2 separate regions of the Sus scrofa genome follow, and region 1 is linked to region 2. Evidence: chromatin contacts called from public HiChIP or PLAC-seq data. All regions are on one chromosome and are shown on one strand. The core of a region is the stretch at or near the end of the contact, and the rest is flanking DNA. Distances in the headings are between cores, read along the strand shown.

The links. HiChIP or PLAC-seq counts read pairs in DNA pulled down with a chosen protein or histone mark.
Region 1: a contact with region 2 is called in an H3K27ac HiChIP or PLAC-seq map of alveolar macrophages. The contact joins two enhancer-like sites. A contact is called at or near these places in 2 of 2 datasets of contacts at active chromatin or transcription factors (alveolar macrophages and skeletal muscle).

The regions. Positions count from the first base shown.
Region 1 is chr13:126,367,319-126,373,071 of Sscrofa11.1, reverse strand. The region is part of intron 8 of LPP (lipoma-preferred partner); the gene reads right to left. Among named protein-coding and RNA genes, the nearest start is that of MIR28, 88 kb to the right of the region's middle. Within about 2 kb of position 4,386, at least 7 of the 83 cell types and tissues checked have an H3K27ac peak or open chromatin away from gene starts, as enhancers often do. A contact at or near this core is called in alveolar macrophages and skeletal muscle, where this site is marked.
Region 2 is chr13:125,638,854-125,644,668 of Sscrofa11.1, reverse strand. No RefSeq gene overlaps it. Among named protein-coding and RNA genes, the nearest start is that of LPP, 140 kb to the left of the region's middle. Within about 2 kb of position 3,473, at least 20 of the 83 cell types and tissues checked have an H3K27ac peak or open chromatin away from gene starts, as enhancers often do. A contact at or near this core is called in alveolar macrophages and skeletal muscle, where this site is marked.

The DNA of each region.
Region 1 (5,753 bases), core at 3,137-5,636, 730 kb before region 2:
CTGGAATCTCTTTTATAAAAACTCAGAAACACTCGAGCAAAACCTGACAGCACAATTTCACAAAAACAACCTTCTTCATTTTATTTTACTTTGAACTTAATTAATAGTAATGCTTAACCTGCCACCTCTTAATTACATTGGCAAGTCAGTGAGACTTATTGATCCAAGCATGAGGAGTTAATTCCAAAAGAGATTTTGACAAAAAGCACTTTATTGAAGAACACATCGTTATTCCGGCAGCTTTTCTGGAATGACCTGCAGACATTGCCTAGCCAGACACAGACCAGTCTGGCTTCCTGCCATTTGTGCCAATTTCCTAATGATCTAATAGGAATGTGCAACAACTCTCCAAAGAACCAAGCTTTTCTCTGGCCTAAAAAATGAGGTAAGACCTAGTGGGTAGAAGTGTAACCTTAAAGGAAAATGCAATAGGGCTATATACTATCTTAAACATTAATAGGACCATACTGAGAACCCACCAAAAGTCTTTAAAGGCAACATGATACTCAATACCTATTAAATATCTCAAGATATATACTCTATATTTAGAAACACAGGATATTCTTTTCTTTTTCTTTTTCTTTTTTTAGGGCCACATCTGTGGCATATGGAGATTCCCAGGGTAAGGGTTGAATAGGAGCTACAGCTGCCCGCCTACGCCGCAGCCACAGCAACATGGGATCCAAGATGCATCTGCGACCTACACCACAGCTCACAGCAACACCAGATCCTTAACCCATTGATCCAGGCCAGGGATTGAACCTGTGTCCTCATGGATGCTAGTCAGATTTGTTTCCGCTGAGTCACGATGGGAATTCCAAAAACACAGGATATTCTAATCACCACTCCATCAACCAGTACCAATACATTCACAGGCCTATAGTGAAAAGGTTTATTTTATTGCTATGGACTGAACTGGGTCCTCCACAAATTTCGTATGTTGAAGCCTGAATTCACAATGTGATGGTATTCGCAGATGAGATCTTTGGGTGACAAATAATTTTAGATGAGGTAAGAGGATGGGGTTCTCATGATGGGATTAGTGCTCTTATAAAAGCAGACACCAGAGAGCTTGCACTCTCTTGCTTTCTGTTTGTCCTGTGAGGGCACAATGAGAAGGTAACCTTCTGCAAACCAGGAAGAGAGCTCTCAAGAAAACCCACCATGCCAGCACCTTGAACTTCCAGTCTCTGAAAATATGAGAAATTTCTGTTGTTTAAACAACACTGCCCATGGTATTTTGTTATGACAACTGAGCAGACAAAGCATTCATATATATATTTTTTTAAGTACTAAATAACCCTCAGGGCAAGAGTGCTCTGGCACTATTTTGGGAGATGTGGAGTAAGGTTTGGGCATGAATAGGAAAAGAGACACAAACAAGAACAGGAAAAAAATGAGCTTGCTTCTTAAGGAGCTCACAGTCTATATACATGTGGGTGAGATATAATGTTAATCAATATAATGTTAAAACAAAGGCAAATGATTTAAAAAAAGTATAGATAAACACTCTGGGGAATTGGAGGAGGAAGTGCTTATCTTCAGCTGGAAGGACACAGGGAAGGATTCTTAAAACAGGGGAGGAGTTCCTGTCGTGGCACACTGGTTAATGAATCTGACTAGGAACCACGAGGTTGCAGGTTCGATCCCTGGCCTTGCTCAGTGGGTTAAGGATCCCACGTTGCTGTGGCCCTGGTGTAGGCCTGGGAACCTCCATATGCCACAGGAGCAGCCCTAGAAAAGGCAAAAAGGAAAAAGACAAAAGAACAAAACAAAACAAAACAACAGGGGAAACCAAACTAGGACCTGAGGGCTGTAAAAAAAAAAAAAAAAAAGCCTTGCTGATGAAAAGCCCTACCGGATGACAGGCCATCTCTTAGCTTGAATTTATTTAAGAGAAAGGTAGAGTGTAAGAGCTCAAAGCTTTGCTCTAATCCTATGCTAATTCCTCGTTTTCCAAAGCCCTTGGTTTTTTAAGCCTTGATTTTGTTAATTTGTAAAAAGGAATTGTAACAGTTCTCTTTTACCTGTCAGGGTAGAAAAAGAATGAAAACTTGGTATTAGAAGAAACTAAGATTTACCATATGACACACAGGTACAGGCCTCTTCCTCCATGAAGACTTTTGTTTAATTCCTCTTTTTTCCTCCAAATATCTCTACTTCATTCCCCTAGAGTTCTTGCCTCTGAGGCCCCTGTACATTTAATAGTATTTTGTGGGGAAATTATTTGTATATTTGTTATGCTTCTATAATAGATTTTACTTAGAGTTTTTGCCTAAACTAGAATAAAAATATAAACTTTCACTTTTTTTTAGGGATACATTTTAGAAGGCTCAGTTTTAAGTAACGTGTCCCAATGGCTTTATTTATATAAATTGCCCCAAATACCTTTTAGTATTATTCAAGAGCTTGTAAAACAAAAGTTACTTTTTTGAAAGACATTCATGATGCAAAATAATTGATATAATTCAAAAACTCATCACACCTGTATGTCTGTGATTTAGATTTCTCAGAGTTCTCAGGGCATCTACGCATTCCTGACATCCTAAACATGTCTTTCCCCCTCTCATGGCATCCTATTTTCTCATAAATGTAGGACACTGAATTATTAAATAATCTTCAAGTTAAAAAAAAATATTTTTAAGACCTGACAGTATATCAGATGCTTGTTACTATGAAACACTCAAAAAGAGCACTTGCCTTCTTGCCTTGCAATAAAGATGATGCCAGCCTTGCCTGGCATCCTCTGATTCTGCAGGGAGGTGAGCAAAAGAGAGATCCAGGAAGTAAGTTCTTTTTTTTTTTTTATTTTTTTTAAGTAAGCCTGACTAGGGGAAGGAATTACCATGTCCCCATTCAAAGTCATCAGAATATCAGAGAATTTCCACCCAAACTCCCCAGCAATTTTCATCTACAAGTTGGGCCTGTGCATTTGCCCTTGAGTGCAACAGCTCTTATGATAATTCTACAGCTGGAAGCAAGACAGCTGGCTTCACTCTCACATCCTTCTTTTCAATTTTTTACATTTACATTTCAGCAATGACTGCTGACAGGCTCCCCAAGCCAAGTTCTCTTCTCTGCTTCTTATACACACATAGAGTCCCAAATCCAAGGTACAGCAAAGGACAAAGAGTCAAAGACTCTCTTAGGAGACACTGGGATCTAAATGGAAACCCAATTCCCCTCCAGCCACCCGCCCCAAATAAATATCAAAGCAACCAGAGGCACACCCGTTGGGACAAGAACTAAGGGAAAGAAAAAAAGAATAAAATGTGATAACCCCCACCCCAATAATGGTTTCAAATTCATAAGGGAATATGCCAAAAATCTCAAATGGCTATAACACCAATTGTAGAAGGTTAAAACCTATGAGAGAGGGAGAAATAAAAGCCTTGCATGTTCAGAAAAGGCCCCATCTATTTAGGGAAGTTCCAGGAAAGCTTTTTTAAGGTTGGATGAGATAGATTTTCAAATGGTGGAGATGGAGAAAGGTACAAGGCAGACAGCAGGCTGGGCACAGAGAGAGAAGGCTAAGATAGCAATGTCTGGGAGAAGTGTCCAGTTTGGCCCAGTATTGTAAAAGGAATGTGGAGGAGAGGCGTGTGGGGTAAAAGTGAAGTGTTTCAGGACTGCTTCTTACACGAGCTGGGCTGGAGGTCTAGGCACATAGATCTCAAATCTGGGTGTGCAAAGGAACCTTCTCCAAGAGCCTTATAAACAATGCTAACTTCCTGGCTTCTTGTGCAGGAATTCTGGGGAGTAGTCCAGAATTTTGTTTTTAATGAGGACTTCAGGGTGATTCCAAAGCAGGTGGCCTCTGGCACATTTTGGGAAAACCAAGCTCCCTGAGGCTCATGACTGGTGACTGGTCCTCAGACTCTTCAAGCTCTCAAACCAGCAGTGTGCAGATAACATTCTGGAGACTGAAACATGGAAGAATAACTGTCCTTTGGGGATTCAAGCTACACAAACTTCTCTTCTGCAGGTTCTGTACATATGTTCCTGAGCCTCAGTCTATGCAGTTATTTACTGCTCAGAGCCTCCACACTTTGAGTTTTATTCAGCCCCATCAGCCTCTCTGAACCCTCACTTAGCCACTGGGGTAAGAAATACCATTTTCATTCTATTTGTGAGGAAATTTAAGCTAAAAGAAATGAAGTGAATGCAGACTAGTGTCTGAAGTTAAATTCCATATTCTTTCTCTAAAAATATTTGCTGCCTCATCTCAGGCCCCCTAAATGAAAGATTGAATATCTTACTTAGGACTCTTCCAACTTATTTTCTGGTTTATTTTTAAGATCAGTTTGAAAGCATAATCTCTCTCTCTCTCTCTCTCTCTCACACACACACACACACACACACACTCTCTCTCTCTCTCTCTCCTTTCCTCCCTCTATCTCCTCTGCCCAAATCTTTAATTCTAATCGAAAATGTATTCATTTTTCGGTTCTGAGGGTACAGTCCAGTTAAAAAGACCCTACTAATACAGATTTTGCACTGTACTGAGTAATTATCATTCCTTCATCCTTTAGGAGATATAGGATAAATATGAAAGAAAACAAGGAACAGACTCCTTCCCCATTTTCTTTCCAACCTTTTATCTATCTCTAAAGTAGGAAGTTTACTGAACCACTGCCAACAATTCACTCAGCCTAATGAAGTGTATAAGTAATAGGATTAAATAATCTTAAACCATTATTACAGCGGCCTGATGCTGACATTCATCCAAACTCTGGCAAACACCAAGTGGTGAGTTCATGCTTGATTTAAAAATAAACAAACTAGGGCAGTGGGAAAGTTCTAGCATAAAGTTTCAGAGGCATGTAACCTGGAAATCTGAGACTCTCCATTCTGGTTAGGGCTGAAGCAACTTCTGTCTTATGTCTAAACTCTCCAACCAAAATTTATGCAATCCAGTATTTTCTAGGGATGTTACTCTGGGCCCTGTAGTCACATATGGTTAAACCTCTCATGTCAGTCCCAAAGAAAGCAGTTCTTTGAAGGCATCATCAAGGCTCATGGTTTCTATTCCTGCCTCTGACATTAATAAACCATATAACCTCAGGCAAATCAGTCAGCTTTCTCAGGCTTTAGGTTTTCTCAGCTATAAAATGACGTTATTGAATTTCTAAGGTTCCTCCTGGCTCTTAAAAAGCATTCTATCTCTATGACAAGAGAAAAAAGTAGAGTTTGGGATAGCAGACTGTGGCAAAAGGTATGTCTGGCTAGGTCTCTATTATTCTGGGCCATCTTCTTCCAGGTGGGAGCCTTACTACCCTTTCCAGGGAGGGCCGTATAGCCTGCAGGGATGTGGTGGGCAGTAATGAAAATCAGCAAAGGGCTAGGGGCTCTATAGGGGAAAAGGCTAAATAAAATCCATCAGCAAAGGACAGTGCAGTAACTATTCTCCCACTGAAAGTTGAGCTGTTGTATAATTACAGGGTGATGATATAAATGCCTGTTAAAGTGAGAGGTGCTTTCCAAAGCATATTCAATCCTCCAATCATTTTGCTCCTGAGTTAATTATCCCTGTAAAATTTTATAGCATTCTTCACTTAGATCATTTACCCTTTTAAAGGTTTACCTAGGTATTTTGTTTTTGTTGCTTCTTCATAAAGATTTTTTTCCCATTTTATTTTCTAAATGTAAATTTCTATTTTGATTTTGCTAGGTTACTAATAAATAATTTAGGTTTCCTTAGATTTTCTTAAATAATTATCATATAATTCATACATATTTATACACCCTAGTCT
Region 2 (5,815 bases), core at 2,224-4,723:
CCTTCACCATAGCCACAGCAACACCAGATCTGAGCCCCGTCTGTGATCTACATCACAGCTCATGGCAACCCTGGATCCTTAACCCACTGAGCAAGGCCAGGGATTGAACCTGCAACCTCATGATTCCTAGTAGGATTTGTTTCCACTGTGCCACAACGGGAATTCCCCTTACCTAACTTTAATACACTTTACATGCATTTGTTATTGTTCTTATCATTTTATTCTGCATTTTACTTCTTTGATTAGTTTTATTTCATCTTTTTTGTATGGCTGGTTTGGTTTGGTTCTGCGTGAATGATAGCAGATTCTCCAAATCAATGCCAAGTCTATATAATGGCCTCCATGGTGTGTCCCCAACCTCAACTCCCTACTGCCTCCCCCTCCCACCTTGTTCCTCCCATCCTGCCACACCTGACTCCTTACTATTCCTTATACATGTCAACTTAAAAAATTCACAACTTCAGAGTTCCTGTCGTGGCACAGCAGAAACAAATCCAACTAGGAGCCATTGGGGTTGCAGGTTCAATCCCTGGCCTTGCTTAGTAGGTTGAGGATCTGGTGTTGGGATGAGCTGTGGTGTAGGTTGCAGATGTAGCTTGGATCTGGCATTGCTACTGCTGTGGCATAGGCCGGCGGCTATAGCTCTGATTGGAATATTAGCCTGGAAACCTCCATATGCCATGGATTCGGCCCTAAAAAGCCAAAAAAAAAAAAGAAGCACAACCTGAAAGTTGAGAGTTAAGTTTTATTTGGACAAAATTAGGACTTATGCTCAGGAGACAGCATCTTAAGTAGTCCTGAGAAACTGCTCTGAGTAGGTGAGAAGGAGATTGGATATACGAATTTTTGCAACAAAGGGAAGGTAATAGGAACAAAAGGTTTACAGAAAACCAGATTAACAGAAAAAGATGTACAGGTGTAGTGGGCTTGCTGGAATCATTCCTTTGATAGGCACCTCAGCTGTGGGCCAGTCTTCTTTGTTTCTTTCCTGAGTTCCCTAGGGCTCACTGGCTCACACTTGGGAGTGGCTCTTCTCCCAGATGGCCTGGACATTTTTTGTTTTGTCCACTTAACTGCAGCCCAGAGAACAGTATTTTATGGTCAGCTCTGAAACACTGCCCCAAACAGGAAAGGGGGTCTATCAAGATATAAGTCATAAAGGTGAAGGGGGAGGTACCTGCAGCCAGGCACACATTTTACAGAAGTTTGTTGCTGGTCTCAGGAAGGTTACTACTAGTCACGAGGAGCAGACATCACTGTGAAGGGTTTTAATGTTTTTCTAGATATGAGGAGATGCAAGGAGTGGAATCATAAAATCTTCTCCCCAAAATATCTAACTATCTGAGGACCTATTTTTCCAGTTTTCCCAGAGCATAGAGTACCTCACTCCTGGTCTCCACCCTGAGCTCTCCTTGGGGGGCGCTGTGGGTTGGCAGCAGCACTGGCTCATGTTTTACTCCATCATGTTTGGCTGATGGCAAGTGCCAAACTTCAGTTCACACGCATGCCAGGAAGGTACTGCCTCAGAGTGTTGGCACTTGCTGTTTTTTTTGCTGACATTCCCCCAGCCTGAACATCATTTGTCCCCGTGGCTTAATTGTTTACCTCCTCAGGTCTTGACTCAAACATCACGTTTCAATGAGATGGTCACCGAACAACATAGGTAAAATCATATCACAGCCCCCCCAATGCTTCTTAACCTTCATTTTCTTTATTTTTCAAGGCATGTATAACTCTCTAACATACTCTGTATTTTACTTTTATCTCAGTCTCTGTCCGAGTGCCTCAATTAGAATGGAAGCTTTAGGAAGGCAGGACTTTTGTCCATTTTGGTCACTATTGAATGTGCCTAGAAGAGAGCGTGGCATGTAGTGGGCAGTCCATAATGCATCATGGGGATGAGGGAGTGAATGAAATTCTTCTGGTGCTAGGAAGACATCTGTATATATAATATATATATTAAATTAAATACAGGATTGGGAGTTCCTGTGGTGGCACAGCAAAAAAGAATCCAACTAGGAATCATGAGGTTGCGGGTTTGATCCCTGGCCTTGCTCAGTGGGTTAAGAATCCAGTGTTGTTATAAGCTGTAGTGTAGGCTGCAGACACGGCTCAGATGTGGTGTTGCTGTGGCTCTGGCGTAGGCTGGTGGCTACAGCTCCGATTGGACCCCTAGCCTGGGAACCTCTATATGCCGCAATGTGGCGCTAAAAGGACAAAAGACACACACACAAAAATTAAAATAAAATAAAAAAAATAAATTAAGTATAGTATTAATTAATTTAATACTTGTAAAATATATTTAAAATGAACAGTTAATTGATATAATTAATTAAAAGTCTGTGATCTTGAAAAGAACCTTGAATTGACAGAGAAAGACAAATACAGTATGATATCACTTATATGTGGAATCTAAAAAATAAAACAAACGAGTGAATATAACAAAAAAGAATCAGATTCACAGATACAGAGAACAAACTAGTGGTTACCAGTGGCGAGAGGGGTCAGGGGGAGGAAATTAAGAAGTACAAACTATTAGATATAAAATAAGTTACACAGATATATATCGTACAACATGGGGGAATATAGCCAATGTTTATAATAACTATAAATGGAGCATAGCCTTAAATTTTTTTAAAAAAGAAACTCTGAATGGAGTTTGAGGAGTTGGTATCAATTCTGGCATCTTTAAAACAGATCTGCCGGGGAAGAAGCATTCCATCTCCCTGCCTGCGCATCTGCCCTTGTGAAATAGGTATAATGTCCCCTTTGCACCTTATAGGATTATCACGAGAGTCAAACAAAATATTGCACAGGGGTGTGTAAAAACTAAAAGGCAAATCGCACACACACTCAAACCCCAGCAGGAATAAAATACTGTTATATTAATGTTTAGTTATCACATAATGAAAGAATTTGAACGTGATCTTCCTTAACCAACAGTGATAGAAACTCATAACATGACAAGAGAGCTGGGTGTCCTGTAGGACTTAATTTTCATGTGCTACCGTGAGGCTGTCTGAGGAACTTATCTTATGAAACCCGAGTGTTACTTGGGAGCTTATCAGGAGTGTTTCATGAGGGGAAAAGAGAACAGAGCCTAGCCGTGTCATGGAATATTCCTTCCTTTCTTCCATTGCCCCCAGCCCGGTGCTGTTGCCTTTCTTGCTGTGTATTATTGACAGAGGAAATGCTGATTCATGGGTCTGAGTTACAGGAAACCTTGTTTCCTGGTGAAGAAACAAGCCTGGTGGTGCTGCCAGCCTCCTTCTCCGCCAGTTTCTGCCACAGGCCCTTCTCCCGGGGCCTGACTGACAAGGGGTAGAGCCAACTCGAGCTTAACCAGTGAAGTCACTTTCCCTTGGAATTGAGTTTAACACTCTGTTTCTCCAGACCCTTCAGCTCTGACTCCATGATACCTTTCCAGCTGGGTTCCCTCCCCGCCCCTCTTGCATCCTGAGCTGCAGCCACACATGACCACTCCCAGTCCTTTGTGAATGTCTTATATTTTCCAGTCTCAATGCTTTGGCTCACGATGTGCCCCAGCCTGGAATGGCCCCTGACCCAGTGTCGGTTCATTGAAATCCTACCCATGCTGCAGTTCTGCTCAGCAGCTACCTGCTATGTGAAGCCTGCTGGGTTTCCTTCTCTTTGTTTTTCTTCTTTTTAGTAGGGCTATTTCCAAATATGCACATAAGTGGACAAGCTGTATGGTGAAATTCTGGGTGCCCATCGCCCAGCTTCAGCAATGACCTGATTTCTTTGAAATAACACTTGATCCCTCCTTTTTTTGAACTTGTCTAGTAGCTCTTATGTTCTGTGCTTAATCCATGCTTCTGAACTGAGTTTGAAGAAGGTGAATTGAAGGATTTAGAATGCTCTGTTTACCCACCTGCCACAATGGGGAACCTGAAGCCCAGAGGAGGGAGGGGAGTTGCTCAATGTCCTAAGACAGGGAGTGGCAAGCTGAGATCAGAGTCTTCTGAAGGGCCTCGCGGTCTAAGTGGAAGATGCGGATAGTATTCTCATCACAAGTACATGCTCCTGGATCTCAAGCACTGCAGGAGTTCAGGTTAAGTGATTAGTAAGTGTGTGTTGAATGAATATATTAATCTTCTATCCAATTGATTAATACGATGACCTCTTAGGCTTTGCACAGAGCAGCCCCCTGGTCCTCTCTGTGCTGTAATCTGATATTAACATGCCAAAGATATGCATTGGAGATATCTGACTTAAATGGAGAGAAAAGCCATGTAAATTCTAAAGAACACTAAGAGTTGGTGAAAAGTGTATGTTGATAAATATTTTAAAATAAGTTCTGGGAGTTCCCGTCGTGGCTCAGTGGTTAATGAACCCCACTAATATACATGAGGACTCGGGTCTGATCCCTGGCCTCACTCAGGTGGGTTAAGGATCTGGCGTTGCTGTGGCTGTGGTATAGGTTGGTAGCTGCAGCTCCAATTCGACCCCTAGCCTGGGAACCTCCATATGTTGTGGGTGTGGCCTTAAAAAGACAAAAATAAATAAAATAAGTTCCGAGGTATTATTACATGGATTAGAATTCTGTAGCGGAAGAGCTGAAATGATCCTGAGTTAATCTGCACTAGAAAGTAGGAGAGAAATGGCCCTGAATTTTTTTTCTTAAATTCTGTGGTTTGGAGTACTTGTGCATTTGGTAATTTGGGAGGAAGGCAAGAAGAAAAAGTGTGGAAAGAGAGGGCAAAAACTAAAGAGCTGGTGGGGAAATAATGGCAGTTCTTCATCTTGATCCAGATGAGGCTCAAATCTAGGTTTTGGAAGGACAGCAAGAGGTCATCTGGATGTCCAGTCTGAGACACCCTGACTTTACTATGTCAAAAGGGAAGGAAGGATCTGGCCATCAGACAAAAAGCTGTGGCTAGTGGGGTGGGCAATAGAAAGGTGTGTGGATTTTCCTCATAAAATGGAGCTAAAACACAATTTGAGATCCTTTCCTTGAAAAAAATCTTTTGACTCAGGTTCTTGCGCAAGGTCAGGTTTAATCAGTACGTCACCCCTGCCGTTCTTTGGTAGGGCAAAATGGCTCGGGGAGGAGAGATGTAGGGGCTCTGACTGGGCATCTTTCAGGCACTCCATCTGTACTCTCTCATTGGCCCATCAAACCGGTGGCAGTTACACCATCACCCAGGTCCCAGGGAGGGTCTGAGTTTCACCTGAGTGAAAGTCAGAAAGGGCCTCACTAAGGCCATGACATCTGCCATTACTAGAAGCACAGGAGCAGTAATCCGATGGCATTGGAGAGGTCACCCTGAGGCGAGAGGGGAAGATAAGGAGACCAAGAAGAATTATTAGAATCCTGGGTTCCTGCGTCACATTTCGGTGTGAGCCAGAGACCCAGATGGGGAGACCGTAAGCAGGAATTCTGAAATGGCACCCCTTCCCTACATTTGTCTCTCTCTGTTGGTGTCCCTGGGATGCTTGTTATGAAAAGTGTCAGAACATGGAGTTCCTGTCGTGGCACAGTGGTTAACGAATCCGACTAGGAACCATGAGGTTGCGGGTTCAATCCCTGGCCTTGCTCAGTGGGTTAAGGATCTGGCATTGCTGTGAGTGGTGGTGTAGGTCGAAGACGCGGCTCAGATCCTGCGTTGCTGTGGCTCTGGCATAGGCTGGCAGCTACAGCTCCAATTAGACCCCTAGCCTGGGAACCTCCATATGCTGCGGGAGCGGCCCAAGAAATGGCAAAAAGACAAAAAAAAAAAAAAAAAAAAAAGAAAAGTGTCAGAACAAGTACGTGGCCTGTGTGCAGCGAGTTGAGGGGAGGGCACCCCAGAGG